2 separate regions of the Mus musculus genome follow, and region 1 is linked to region 2. The links are chromatin contacts, called in public Hi-C maps. All regions are on one chromosome and are shown on one strand. The core of a region is the stretch at or near the end of the contact, and the rest is flanking DNA. Distances in the headings are between cores, read along the strand shown.

Region 1 (6,879 bases), core at 4,345-6,844, 380 kb after region 2:
TCCTAGACATTTCTATCCACGAGTCAAAAGGAACAAAAGGCTGACTGACGATGGTCTCAGTGGCGATGGGAAAAACATAGCCCTGTTATTTTCTGACTCTTCTGCTCAGTGTAAACCTACATATAAGTAGGCTCACATCTCCCTGGTAACATTGCTGCTCTTCAAACGTGTCAGAGTGGAAGTGATTTGTGAAAAGAGAAAAATTAGCTGGGCATGGTGGTTCACACCCAGTGCTTGAGAGGCAGGGGAATTTCTGTGAGTTCACGGACAGCCTAGTTTACAAAGCAAGTTCCAGGACAGCCAGGACTGGTACACATAGAAATCCTGTCTCAAAAAAAAATCAATAAAAGAAAAGAGGGGGAGGGATGGATTTCTATAATGAACGGATATAATGAAACAAAAATTATTGACCTTCTGAGACTTCATCTGTCTTTTTCCCTGATGTGGTCCTAATGACTATGGCTATGATTGCCCCATCAGTGTACTCAGTGAAGCCCATTGTTTATAGACTAGGGATCTAGCTTAGTGGTGGAACACTTAGCTTCCTGGTATGAGCCCCTGGCAGGTCCTAGTGTTTGGGGAGGCTATGAGACCTTTAGGGGATGGGATCTGGCTGATTGAGGTAGGTTGACAAGGGTGGACCTTGGAGTGCTACAGACCAGCTCTATTTCTAGTCTCATCTCTACTTCTGAGTCCATGAAGATGGGAAGAGCACCCACTGTAGCTGCCCATCACCCAGGGACCAAGACCCACCAAGCCTTTCAGACCTTGGTGGGTTGATGACCCCCTGAAACCATGAGCCAAACCATATTCTTCTTCCCTGAAGTTGCTTCTACCACACATTTTGGCTGTAGCAACTAGAACAGTAACTAGATGCACACACCAGGGTGCGTAGCTACCTGACCAGTGTCCTAGACTGTATAGCTCAGCTCTCGACCAACAATGCTTCGCAGTAAACAAACACAGGCATCCTCTTCTGACCACCCACTGTTGGTTGGCCAGAGTTTAGCTAGTCTTGACTGGGATCAGCTGGATGCAGGTAGCTTCCCGTTATCTATAGTGCTAGAAGCAGCATATTTCTTCACAGAAAAGGAGTACTTGGTGAGAAGCCACAAGCTCCTCTCAAGCCTACTTCCATGTCTCATAATACCCTACCGGCCACAGCAAGTCCTATGGCTGGCTCAGTAGGCCAGAGCTGGAAAAGGCGACTCTTCTGTGAAGAGGTGGCTCTGGGGCATATCTCCCATGGTGCAGCACCTCCAAACCTTGAATAAAATACTCCCCACTTAAGAAAGAAAGGACCCCAAGGACCTCCAGAGATGACCAAAGGTATTTTATTTTAATTCAGCTAACCACACAGAAATACAAAATGACTTATGTAAGCCTTGTTTGCCTTCTCAGCACTCTAAGAACAGTGGTACAAATTAAATTCAAAACTTTAAAGCTAATAAAATTCAAAACAACATTAGCAGCACGCAAACGATTCTATTGTTTCATTGAATCTAAATTGCTGTTCTCAGCTTGCATAAGGCATTGACTGTTGAGGCCCAAAGTGAGTATACTATGTGTGCCAGGGGAAGACCTGCTTCCAAATTCTCTTCTCCAACTGAAACAGCACTCTTATGTCATCTGGCATGCACACCACACAAGTGCACTGTTGTATTTAGCCTGCTTCTGGATCTCTCTCATTAGATCATGACTGGAAATGAATTCCTACTTAGCCCCCCGGCTCCTACAAGCAGGATGAGTGGGAGGGGACATAAGCATGTGTTGTATTAAGGGACATCCAGAATAAATGGACCTTTTAAAAAGGTATTCCATTGAAACCTCAAAGTATTTAAAGCTCTCATTGAGAAGTCTCAGAGAAACCAACCCCTGTTTAAGGAACACTGAGACCAGAGCTATGGTTTGAATTCAGGCTTCAAAATTAAGGCACTGAAATGTGGTGGCCAGTGGGTAGTATCAGAGCTGGGGCCTTTAAAGGGTGTGACGGTGCTTTCCCTCGAAGTGTGACTGAGACCTTGAAGCAGACTTCACAGTCCACACAGTTGCCCTTCTGCCTCTGTGAGCTCACAGTTTTCTTCCTCTCAGGGATACACTGACAAGATCCCACCATGGAACGCAAAGGCAGCCAGGACACAACCAAACCTGCTGGCATTCAGGTTTGGATCTCCCAGCCTCCCAAACTATGAGACAACAACCTTCTCTTCTTCATCAATCCTCTAGTCTGAGATATTCTGCCATAGTAGCAGCATGGATTGTGACAGCGGCTTTCACACACTTCTTTGCACACAGTGGAGACACCCAGAGCCAGCCCCATCCACGATGTGCACCTGCATCTGCCCCTCCATGTCATTCTTATGGTTTCTTGTACTCACAGTTACCCACATTTCTACAATATCAAGCTTGTTCTGGGGCTCAAGCATGCCTTTGAATGACTGTTTAAAACACAGACCAAAAGCCAGGCGGCTGTGGTACACACCTTTGATCTCAGCATTTGGGAGGCAGAGGCAGGTGGATCTCTGTGAGTTTGAGGCTAGCCTGGTCTACAAAGGGAGTTCTAGGACAGTCAGGGCAACACAGAGAAACCCAGTCTCAAAAGGAAAACAAAAACAAAAGCAAAAAAAAAAAATGCCTAGAAGACAGGAGAGCCTACTTCCTCCACCCTCTTCAACCACTTGCATTCTTGGTGGGCCTTCCTGCCAGGGCACAGGAACAGACCCAACCAACAGACTCTTCCAGGAATCTCAGTCTCCAGTGACAGAATATCAGGAAGCAAAATAGTTGCTGCTGCTTCCTCTTGAAGTGAGTCCTGGAAGACTCCCCTCAGGCCCTCAGAAGCATCCCACCTCTGTCTGAGGCCACCCTTGCAGCCCATGCACTTCCCTCAACCCCAGGAAGAGTCCCATGGCTCTTTTTGTTCCTTTTTGGCTGAAGTAGCCAGAGTTGGTTTCAGAGCCCCGACTGATAAATATTCCAACGCGAGTTTCTAAACATAAACAGTCTCAAACAAGGCAATGATTACAGGAACAAATGTAACTGTGTTTGCCTTTAGGTTCCCAAAACAGAAGTGACCTCATTCCCAAATACTGTTTATACTGCATGTTCAGCGGCTGCAGCCCTGAGTTAACTCTTTCCCTGCCATTCTGCAGCCCCAGAATCTCCCCACTGCCAGGGATCAAGGTATAGCCACAGGAGGTCGCTTTCAGAATCCTCAAAACAGAGCCAAGTGCAAGTGCTACCATGTGCAGTCCTGCTCAGTAAACCTGGTCACTCTAGTACACAATGGAGTTGCCATTTTGTACACTGAAAACACAACAAAGGTGTTTCTCGAATATACTGGTAACAATATCGATAATAGTGGCAAACACCGGTGTGCCGCTATGCACGAGGCAGTGTTCTGGGGACAGACAAGTGTTAGCTTACTAGATCCTCCCAAAGGCCCTTACTGTTTTCTGCCCAATTTCCTATGTGAAGAACGAATAGAGAGATGCTAAGTAGCTTGTCCTGTTTGCTGGTAAGCAGCAGGGGGTGGGAGGGAGAAATTAAAGCCCATGAGATCCACCAATAGTTCCTGCTTCTATCCAATCCTTGTCCTGCCTTCCACATGACAAGGACATGCCAGACCAAGGTCACCACAGGCCCTGGAGAACAGAGTCCCCGCTTTTAACCCCCACATCACCTTATGGGAAGGGAGATGATCATCAGACGGCTCTCAAGGGACACAGTTCATTCCATTCTTTCCTTGTTACCAAGGGACCTAGAAAGCCATGAAGATAAAAGCAACGACAGTATGTATTTTACTTATTTTTAGACAGAGACTCCCTGGGTGCCCTGGCTAGCCCGTAACTTGTTATTTACAGGTTGGCCTCAGACTCACAGAGATCTACCTGCCTCTGGCTAGCCTGTAACTTGTCATTTACAAGCTGGCCTCAGACCCACAGAGATGGACCTGCCCCTGCTTTGCTTTCCTTATGTTTGATGTAAAGACGCTCGTTACGACACTCAGCTTCATGGTGTGCTTTGCAGATACTGTGCGAGCACACCTCAGGTGTCCATCCAGACTTGGACCCACTAGCTGGAACTATTAACTAAGTTCACTCAGAAAGATGTCATAAAGCCCTTCCTCTTGCCACATCCGAGATGCTGCTGGAAGGTTTTTCATATGTAACATGAGAATCTTTACTGCATTTATGCTCATTTCTAAAAATAGGCCTAAAGCATCCTCCAAGAAGAGAATGGGCATGTGAGTTTAAGGGAGAAAGAGCCTCACAGCTGATACTACAGCGTCACTTAGATTGATATATAGAGATATGTATAGTTCACATAGATGCTGTAACCAATTAGTATAGAAATTAAGTCAAAAGCACTTTGTACAAATCAATGAATAGATGTTTTTAGCTTAGTCTTAAGGAGCCTCAACTTAGCAAAGATGGCCTGCGTGGGGGAAAAAAAAAAAGAATAAAGACTTATTTTAAATTTTAGTTTTCTCCAGAAATAAAGTATTCAAATTAAAAACAGATGGAAGTGTCTTATTTCTTTATCCTTCCTCGAAATACCAGAAAGATTTCATACTTTAGGACTCATGAATTGCAATCCAGATACCTACACAGCAACTCAAGCCTTCAGAAGCATGCACAGAGAGAGAGAGAGAGAGAGAGAGAGAGAGAGAGAGAGAGAGAGAGAGAGAAATACAGAGAGAGACAGAGAGAGACAGAGATGGGGGAGGGACAGGGACAGGGACAGAGAGAACACGTGCATGAAAGCATACACGGACCCTTTAGTCAGATACCTGCTTTAGTTGTCTATAGTAACTAAACCAGTGTTCTCATACTGACGTACCTACAGCAGGCTAGAGCAATGGTTCAGCATTTGAGAGCACTGGCTGTTTTCCCAGAGAACCAGGATTTGATTCCCAGCACTGACACAGAAACTCACATCTCAAGTTCCAAGATATTTGATGCCGAATTTTGGCTTTCACAGGCCCCAGGCACATACATGGTACATGGAGATACATGCAAGGAAAACATCCATACGTACACTTAAAATAAAATTAAAACAAAATTAAATATCCAAGAATTTCATACCAGCCAGCAATGCAAAGACCTTCAGATGAGGGGCGCTCTTGCAGAGGGCCTAGCACCAACTGCTTGCCTAGTGAGGCCTATACTTTATTGGATGGAGTTTTTCCTCAGCTAATTTCCTTCTGTGCTCACACCCTCTGTCTTCCAGCTAGTATTCCTGGAGAGGCCAGCACAGCTCCTGTCTGAGGGGATTCTGTAGAGTCCTGCCTGACTGATTATCACAACAGATAACTCACACCCTGGCCAACAGCTAAGAAACCTCAAGGTGTAGGCTAGAAGCAAACCCATACCAACAAAATAAGAAAACTAAAGCGCAGAGGGGCTTCGAGGTCTGCGGAGGGAGCGGGGAGAAGAGGAAAGAAACAGTTGGAGAGATGTTCTCTGTGCTCAAAATAGAAATGCTGAGCACATGCAGCAGATTTCCATCTGCTAATCTGGAAAGTCACACTGCTTGGTCCTGATTCAATCAGCGAGGCTTCCTTCTCATATCCGCCAACGTGTTTCCACTGTCCCACACGCAGACAACACCTCCCATGAAGGTGCTTGGCCATTCGCTCAGGGGTGGAGCTGTAGCAACCTGCCCCCTGCCCAAACTACAGGCTCATTCCCAAGAGACTCTCTGCAAACCTTCCCAGAGGATATTCCTATGTTTTCAAAGCTTAAAAATAAAACCTAGACTCATATTGCCTTCAAAACGCATTCAAAGAGTAGGCAAGCTCTGTTTGGAATTCAGCTTTTTTTATCTCACTGTCTGAATCTTCTCTTCCAATCTTGTTCCCAATTTCAAACTCCCCTGGGGCTCTAGAGGCTACCTATGATAGGCACCAAGATTATAAATTATAAATCCATTGCCTTTCTTCAAAGAAAACAAAGCCAGCCATTTCCCATAACACCACATTTCCAAGCAGAGAGGGCTGGTGGCTTTTGGAGATTTTAATGTTTTATACTGATATATAATTTCAAAAGTATATGTGACTCCAAGTTATTCTTGGAAGAAAAGTCTTTAGAACACTCTGGGGTTCTTTGGCCTGTTGGGTTTCAGCTTTGTGGATCTGCACAAGGTCAGGACAGTGAACCAGTTTTCTTTATTCTCCTTCTTGGCTACCACCGATAAACACTGAAGTGACCCATAGAGACTCAGGTAAAAGACAAAACAGTCACAGGGTTGTCACAATCGTTCATTTTGATTTGTTTTGAACCAGGGCCCCACTAGGTAGCCCTGGTTAGCCTGGAATTTGCTTTGTCACCCAGGCTGGTCTTGAACTCACTGCCTCTACCTCCCAAATGCTGGGATTAAAAGCTGGACCTCAAGATGGCTCACTGCCTCACTTCTCCAATATGTAATTGAATACTGAATACCTGAGTTCTGGCTTTTTGTGATCTTTATTTCAATTCCTACACAGGTCTCAAACTCTCGAGCCTCGGATCCCCTGCTTTTACCTCACTGAGTGCTGGAATTATAGGTATACATCACCATGTCTAGTGTTTATGCTGTGATGGGGTTCAAACCCAGCTTATAGTGCATGTTAGGGAAGCACTCCTCCTGCTAAGCCATGCCCCAGTCCTTCTTAGGACAGCTTCAATTTATCACTGCATCCTTGTTCTGCCAGTGATGTGGCACCAGGACAAGACACCTAATGTAAGGGACCAAGCTTTCCCCCTGTAGGGCTTAGGGCATAACATGGACAACCATTTATTACACAAATAGCTCTTCCGTTATTATCCCTGCCATTTATTTAAAAAAGAGGTACATTTACTTTGAAAATTTCCCTTAAAGGGGGGAAAGGAGCATCAG
Region 2 (7,397 bases), core at 2,740-5,239:
GATTAGAAAATCAAGCATAGTGGCTCATGCCTATAATCCCAGAAATCAGACAGCTGAGGCAGGAGGATCAAACGTTTGAAGCCAACCTAGTCTGTCTACACAATAAAAACTCCCATCTCAATGCCAAAAACAATTAGTTCATTCTTTTTACCTTGAAATAGAAATAATTAAATTTCAGTGGTTGGAACAAACAGAAATGATTAGACATATGAATTCTAATCTTTAAATCACATATTTTATAAGAGACAGCATGGCGTCGTGAGGTGGATGTTGGCTTTGAGCTCAGGAAACCCAGTCTGTCCTCTGGACTGCCCTGTGTCCACATGAGACTTCATGTCAGCCTCTGGGCTGGCCTAGTGCTTAGGTCTATACTGAGGATGATGGAGTAGGTGTCCAACTGATCTCCTATAGTCCCCAGCTCTTAGCATTTCTCTTCATAGTGTGTGAGGGAAAGTGTGAAGTGCCTGTGCTGGCCCAGTGTCTCCTCTCAGCCTGTCCTTTGCAAGCTGACTAAGGCCAAATGGCCAGTGACCTACCTGTAACTCCACTGGCCGAGTCTCTCTGTCAGAGGTGCCTGTGTTGTTGTATAGTGATCTACTGCAAGACCTATGTCCCGTACTTTCAGACATCTTCTGCTTGAGCACTGTGGACAGTTGTAGTACCTCCATTAATGTATGGTGGGTACTTGGCTATTGCTATTTGTGAAAGTAACAGCACTCCCTGGGTACCTGGGCAGCAGCACTCCCTGGGTACCTGGGCAACAGCACTCCCTGGATACCTGGGTACTCAGTGCTTTTTTTGCACGCATCATGTTCATGATTTCTCCCAGATTTCCCATTTTCTGCCGTTGACAGCAGATAATTGAGGAATTAAGAAGCTTCTTCAAAGTCATCTAGCTGGCACACGATAGAACCAGTGCCTGCCCACAATTCCCAGCACTCACCCTTGTGCTCCTATTGCCCAGTGTCCTCAGTTTTCAACCTGTGGCTGTAGAGAAGGCAGGCAGGTGGGGAGTGGGCAGGTCCTACAGCTTAACTTTCTGCCCTTCACAGAAGCCCATCCTCATTTCATCTCATGTGCAATTCTGGCAGGGCAGACAGATCTCTGAGCTCCGAGGACACTGTGTTGAGGACACTGTGTTCCCCTAGCCATGAGGAGGTACTATTGTCACATTGGGCCCAAGCTTTTCATCCCTGTCATGTTGACTTAGCTCTGTATTCCATTATGTGTGGTGCTAAAGAAGCTGATAAATATGCCAGCAGCTCGGCCAAGTGTTTGGCTTCTTCTCTGTTATCTCTTTGCTCGCTAGAAGTTTTACTGTAAGTCCTGGGTACCTTTGTAGCCCTAATCTTGCTTCAGACCTAACACGTAGCAATACTTTTCTGATGAGTCTTAATGTCATTTACTGCTATCAAGGGTCTTCTTTACCTTGTGATTGAGCCTGTAACCATGGCGACTGGCCTTGGGTTTTTCTACCTGATGGCCTGTGGGATGGCATTGAGGCCAGAGAGAGCAATGCTCCGCTGCTCACTGGTCTTTTGAAAAGTGTCATATAGCATCACTGGCCTGGGCACCAGAAGCCTGCAACCTGCACTCTTTTTTTTATTAAAGAATAGGCTAGTCATAGCCGCCTTGTTTGGTTTTGCTTTGAAAAATAAATGAAACTGTTGAATTCAGAACACATAAAATTTACTGACTCCTACTGGACTTGTAGATTTGAAAGCGTAGAGAAGCATATATGGTCTCCCAAGAACAATGTGGTTTATCGGAGATACTGTTTTAATGACAAAGTCTCCTGTGGCTTGGAATAAGGTGTTCTCAAAAGTTAGCTGAACTGGAAAAAATATAAGTGACTCTTGCTTGGTGATGGAGTTTGCCTCACACAGCGTGAGAAGGTGTCTGATAGTATTTCAGGCTACTTACCAATCATTAGTGTAATGGTGCCTGGGTACTGTATGGATGGATTCTTTATATCTTTTCGTTCTAAGTTCATGGTCACTCCAGTTCCCAGATGAGACAGAGTACCACAACCCGCAGTTAACACAAAGCAGAAGGCAGGACAGAGGGAGAGTGCCCTAAGTTCATTACTGCCTTCAGATGTGACTGGAGGTTTAGATTTTTTTTTTTTTTTGTTTAGCTGTTTTCATTGTTTGACGTAAAGGGGAATGTAGTAAGAGAGCTGGCTCTTGACTTCATTCCCTACCTTACCAGGGTCTCAATTTGCTTGGGTAGCTCTACCATGACAGTCTTTACTGCTAAGTCACCTCTCCAGCCTCCTTTTACATTTTATTAAATTAATTAATTTTACTTGACACATAATATTTATACTTATTTATAGGGCACGGTATGACCATTTGACCGTGTACATAGTGTGTAATGATCAACTTGGTGTAATTAATATTTCCAGCTCTTCAAATATTGTCATTTCTGTGTCAATAGCTTCCTCTTAAAGATAAGGAGACTAAGGTCCATGGAAATTAAGAAACATGTCCAAATTTGTACAGTAATAAACTTTAAAAGAGGAATTTTAAGTCATTTGAGGTGGTCTGGCCTCCCCCCCCCCCCCCCAGGTCTTGTCCTAACAATTGTGCTGAGTGATCTGTCAGATACTGCTTCCCCGGGCCAGCCAATCACCAGAGAAAGCACCATTTTCTGCAGACCTGCCTGAGATCTACATGCCTGAGATTAAGAATAGTGAATCTCCATTTCTCTTCCTCTCTAACAACCCTCCCCTTTCCAGAGCGCATCTGGAATGCACAGGGACTTTGCAAATGCAGAGCTGTCACAGCTGGCCCCTCAGAGAGTGCTCAGGGGAAAACGCCACCATCTTCCAGGCGGGAGGGCTGGAGTCCTCTGTGGGGAGAGGAAAGGACAGGAGGTTGGGTTGAACCTCCCACTGTGGCAGTTAGAAAAGGGAGAACTGTAGGAAATCAGGCCAGTCCCCAACAGAGGTCTAGCCTGTGTCATCTCCTGCCGTGACTTGGTGTGAACTGGGGAGGACTCCCCTCACTGTGACACTCCTTGTGTATTTATTCATCTCTGTGTGTCCTCTCCAGCAGCAGCGTCCTTGTTAAGCGGATGTTCAGGCCCATGGAAGAGGAGTTTGGTCCAACACCGTCTAAGCAGATCAAAGAAGAAAACGTAAAACGAGGTATCTCTCCGTTCCGACTGGCCACTGACAGGGCTTCGGGCAGGCAGGCTGACCTGCTGTGAAGAACTCACTCCCTGTGACAGAATCATTGCTAATCCTGGTGGGCTTTTCCTCACATTGGAGGCTACAGGCTTTCTCTTGCCTTAGGGGAGCAGTTATGTATCTCCTGGCCCATCCAGCAGTGAGGTACACAGTTCAGAGGAGACTGCCTGTGTGTGTGGCTGTGCCTTCCCCATGAACCAGTGATTCGGAATTATTCCATAGACAGAAACGGTTACAATAGGTTGGGCCCGCCCATATGTGATGGTGGCCCCCAGCTTGCCATCACGAATTTTAACCTCCGTTGCTTGGTGCCTCTTCCTTCCTAACTACTTAGGGTTGGGGCAGCGTCACACTGGTGACTGGTGTGCACTTGTACATCACCTACTCAATTACAGGCTGGAGCCAGTCCAACAACTGCTTTTCAGAGCTTGTGGAACTGGCACCCACATTGCCACTAGAAATTATCTTGGGCTGTAATTAAAGATTAAGGTAAGGTTTCTGAAACTGCACAGACAGACAGAGGGCACTGTGACCTACCAGCAGTAAGGAAATCGCTGGTCCCCGTCCCCCCAAGAGGATCTCTTTGGAGAAGGATGGAGAAGTCACTGGGCTCCTTGCTTGGCACTCTGAGCCTGTACTTGGCCCTACTGGTCATTTGTCAGCTTCCCAAAACCATCATTACTGTCTGTTTTTCCTTGGCGGCCACTTGTCAGGGTGGCTGCACACGAGGCTGCCTGGGATGTTTGGTGGTTGTCTCTGCTGTGGTTGGCAGGATGGTTATTACCGTTGCCACACCACAGAACAGAGCTAATGAAAACTGACTCTCTGGCCAAGCCCTCTAAGTGTGTGGAGCCCAGCACACCCTCCAGGATAGCTGTCAGCAAGCCCAGCTGGAACTGCCCTGCCAGTCTGCCGCCGCACCCCCCCCCCCAAAAAAGAACCAACAGACTTGAGCACTTTCCAGTCCCCCCCCCCCCCCGGAGTAATATCAAAGACAATGGCTTGAACAGAGGCTATTTATAAGTAGTGCTCATTTTAATAGAATGTAATCGCAGGTTTCCCAAGGGTCAACCCAATGGAAATTGCTTTTTCCACTCTTTTTGTTGTTGAGAGCTTCTGGAAGAAATTACAGAATTTCCAGCAAATAATAGCCATCAGCTAGCTCTTCTTGAATTTAGTTTTCCTTATCTGGATGTAACTGGGCTCTGCATCCTATATTTTTCTGTATATTGTTCACATCCTCTCCGTTTATGATAGCCTTTGGGTTACTAGGTAGTTTTAATTGACGTGTAGACTCTACAGTATTGCTTCAAGGGGCTAAATGTGAAAAATTTTTGGCGACGTGGTCAGCCTTAATTGGCACTTCATTTTTATATTTGATAAAGAAAAAGAAAGCACTGCACTGCCCAAGTCTTTCTTCCTCCCTCCCGCTCTCCTCCTTCCCTATATTCTAACCGAACATTCTTTGGGCAGAATCCCTGTCAATGTGGCTTTTATAAGCACAGATTTAAGCAAGCCTTTGGGATGGAGCGGGAGGGAGGGAGAGGGAGTGTCGGGTGTGGGTCTAGCTGATTTCATTTTTCAGTTCTGCTTTTGTTTCTCTGCTGATGGTGATGGTCACTGGATTAATATCAGGATTATTGTTGAGATATAGGCTCATCAGTGTTTTGGGTTTTTTGCTTTTTTTTTTTTTTTTTTTTTTTTTTTTTGTCCTGGGCAGTTGTTTTCCTTAGTGTGGACAGATGAGGGGTTTCAGCTTTTTCTTCCCCTGGAAGGGAAGTTAAGTTATGTCTGCTGCTAGAAGACAGAAAGAGCAGTTCTCCCTCTGGGATGGCAGGACTGAGTGATGGCGGCCAGTTGATTTTCCGGGTGCTGACTTCTCAACATGATGGCACAGTAGGAGGACTCCGTGACCAGGAGAAGCAGCGCCAAGGGTGGCCATGTCTGTGGGGCCCAGCTGGTACATCTGTGCCTCCCTGAGGTCCGTCTACATCGGTCAGATCTGCGGTCTCTGCCATCCTGGCTCAGTCTGCACACTCTCCAATTCAGAACTTGTAGAGAAAGGAATAGAACACCATGGCCCAGCTTGAAGGTTCAAAAACCACAACCACTTCCTGTCAGCTTCTGTAGGTTGAAGACTGGGTCTTTATCTGTGTGCGGGGCCTAGACCGAGCCTAACACACGGATCTTATTTCACAGAACCGGCAGGCAACCCTATGTGCTAGTTCCTAGTGTCTGTCTCACAGATAATCTAGGCATGGAAGCCTAGATTACACTCAGAGCTGTGATTCGCCACATCCTAAGTTCTTCCTGGACTGTCCCCTTCCAGGCCGTTACTCGAGGTCGTCTGCCAGCCTAACCCTTCTGGTGACTTACCTTTCTAGACAACCACTCCTACGGTCTTCACAATGCCTTAAGCCCCCACTTTTGGGCACTCTCACCTCTGCAGGACCTGGCTGAAAGTATTGTCTCTTGCTTTTCCTTCATTGCTTTCTCAAGCCTGCCTGTCTCTCCTAGTGGACCACAAACTCCCTAAAGGCATAGACTGGGGTTAACTAGCTCTGTGCTGCAAGCTCAGCTCTTGGTATACACAGCTTGTGGCACCTAGGCGCCTTCAGTGGTATTCACCGAATGAGCAAATATGCAAATATAAGTTACAGGAAAGAGTGGTCATAAAGAGACCATGTGCCCCACCCGAGAAACTCAAGTATGGATACAGGCATGAGAGCATGTACATCCCAGTAGTCATTAGCCTGTTGGCAGAACAGGTGATGTCAGCCTGACGTCCCACGTGACAGGAAGCAGAGTTCAGGTGATGTCAGCCTGACATCCCACGTGACAGGAAGCAGAGAGCAGGTGATGTCAGCCTGACGTCCCACGTGACAGGAAGCAGAGAGCAGGTGATGTCAGCCTGACGTCTCACGTGATAGGAAGCAGTCCCAAGCCTTAGTTCACTCTGGTCTTTCCGTTCTCTTGCAGTGCTTTTATATGTGAGGAAGGAGAACGATGACGTCTTCGATGCTCTGATGCTGAAATCACCCACGGTGAAGGGTCTGATGGAAGCGGTAAGCCACAAGCCCAGCCCCCGTAGACGCCATGAGCCCTGCCCCGTTCACCCGGCCAGAATTTATTTAGTGCAGTGCAGCCACCAGGGTGGCTCCAGCATGAGCTTTTGAAAGAAAATGAAGAGTTGAGGTCTTTGGAAATCTCTACCTCCGGACAGGGTCTTGATGCGCATGCTCAGATACACTCTTGGTTGGTTTCAGAGTAATCATCCGAGTCAGCTGCTGCAGAGGAGGGGTAAAGTGAGGTTTTTATTTATCTGTTTGCACAAAGCCAGATTAGGTGCACATGGCTTCCAAATATACACAAACCAAAAAACTACAAAACCAATACACTATGGTAACATATTCCAATGTGAAGAGGACACGTGGGTTAAGGGGGAAGATGTGTTGTAGAACTATGGTGGCCGGAATTGATTCTCCTCTTCTCATCGCTGACCTAGAGCAGGGCTGGTAGCACAGCCGTGGGGAAACTGTTTTATTCACACACTCTTGACCCCCAGCTTCAACCATGCCATGGGTATGAGCCACGTTCTCACACTTGCCTTGGGTATGTATGGCTGTGTAGCAGAACATACGGGTTTTCTTTTTCTTTTTTCCTTCCTCCCTTCCTTCCTTGCTCTGGCCCCGTTTCTTCCCTCCCAGAAGTGGAAGGATAAGATTTATTTTATGTATGTGAGTACAATGTCACTCTCTTCAGACACATTGGAAGAGGGCATCAGATCTCATTAGAGATGGTTGTGAGCCACCATGTGGTCGCTGGGATTTGATCTCAGGACCTCTGGAAGAGCAGTCAGTGCTCTTAACTGCTGAGCCATCTCTCCAGCCTGGACATAAGGGTTTTATAGTGATAGAGACTCCAGCAGTGTCTCTTGCCACTCCTGGTAGACAGCTGGTCTGAGACAGGTTCTGATGAGGAAACATTTGGGCTCATGGCCAAACACTGCAGCTTGTGAGAGAGTTCCTATATGTAGAGCCACACCATGCGGTCACCTGCCAATCACTTTCGACTTCATTCTTTCTTACAGTCAGCAGAGTAATTGTTCATAGTATGGACACACATTTTTTTTTTCATTTATTCAGCTCACAGACTACTGGCTTTTTCCTTTTTGAGGGGGGAGGGGCTGTTGTGACTGCGCTAC

The links. Hi-C and Micro-C count contacts between places; a contact is called where the count stands out from the background.
Region 1: a Hi-C map of cerebellum shows a contact between it and region 2, with 1.6 times the contacts expected there. The contact joins two enhancer-like sites. A contact is called at or near these places in 2 of 484 Hi-C or Micro-C datasets (cerebellum and embryonic stem cells) and 1 of 9 other capture datasets (embryonic stem cells).

Annotation. Positions count from the first base shown.
Region 1 is chr15:37,721,402-37,728,280 of GRCm38.p6, forward strand. It overlaps a transcript of Ncald not described here. Among named protein-coding and RNA genes, the nearest start is that of Gm15942, 24 kb to the left of the region's middle. Within about 2 kb of position 5,595, at least 27 of the 459 cell types and tissues checked have an H3K27ac peak or open chromatin away from gene starts, as enhancers often do. A contact at or near this core is called in cerebellum, where this site is marked.
Region 2 is chr15:37,341,597-37,348,993 of GRCm38.p6, forward strand. Grhl2 (grainyhead like transcription factor 2) reads left to right here. Exons shown (of 16, transcript NM_026496.4): 13 at 3,057-3,151; 14 at 6,173-6,258. Among named protein-coding and RNA genes, the nearest start is that of 4930447A16Rik, 80 kb to the right of the region's middle. Within about 2 kb of position 3,990, at least 36 of the 459 cell types and tissues checked have an H3K27ac peak or open chromatin away from gene starts, as enhancers often do. A contact at or near this core is called in cerebellum, where this site is marked.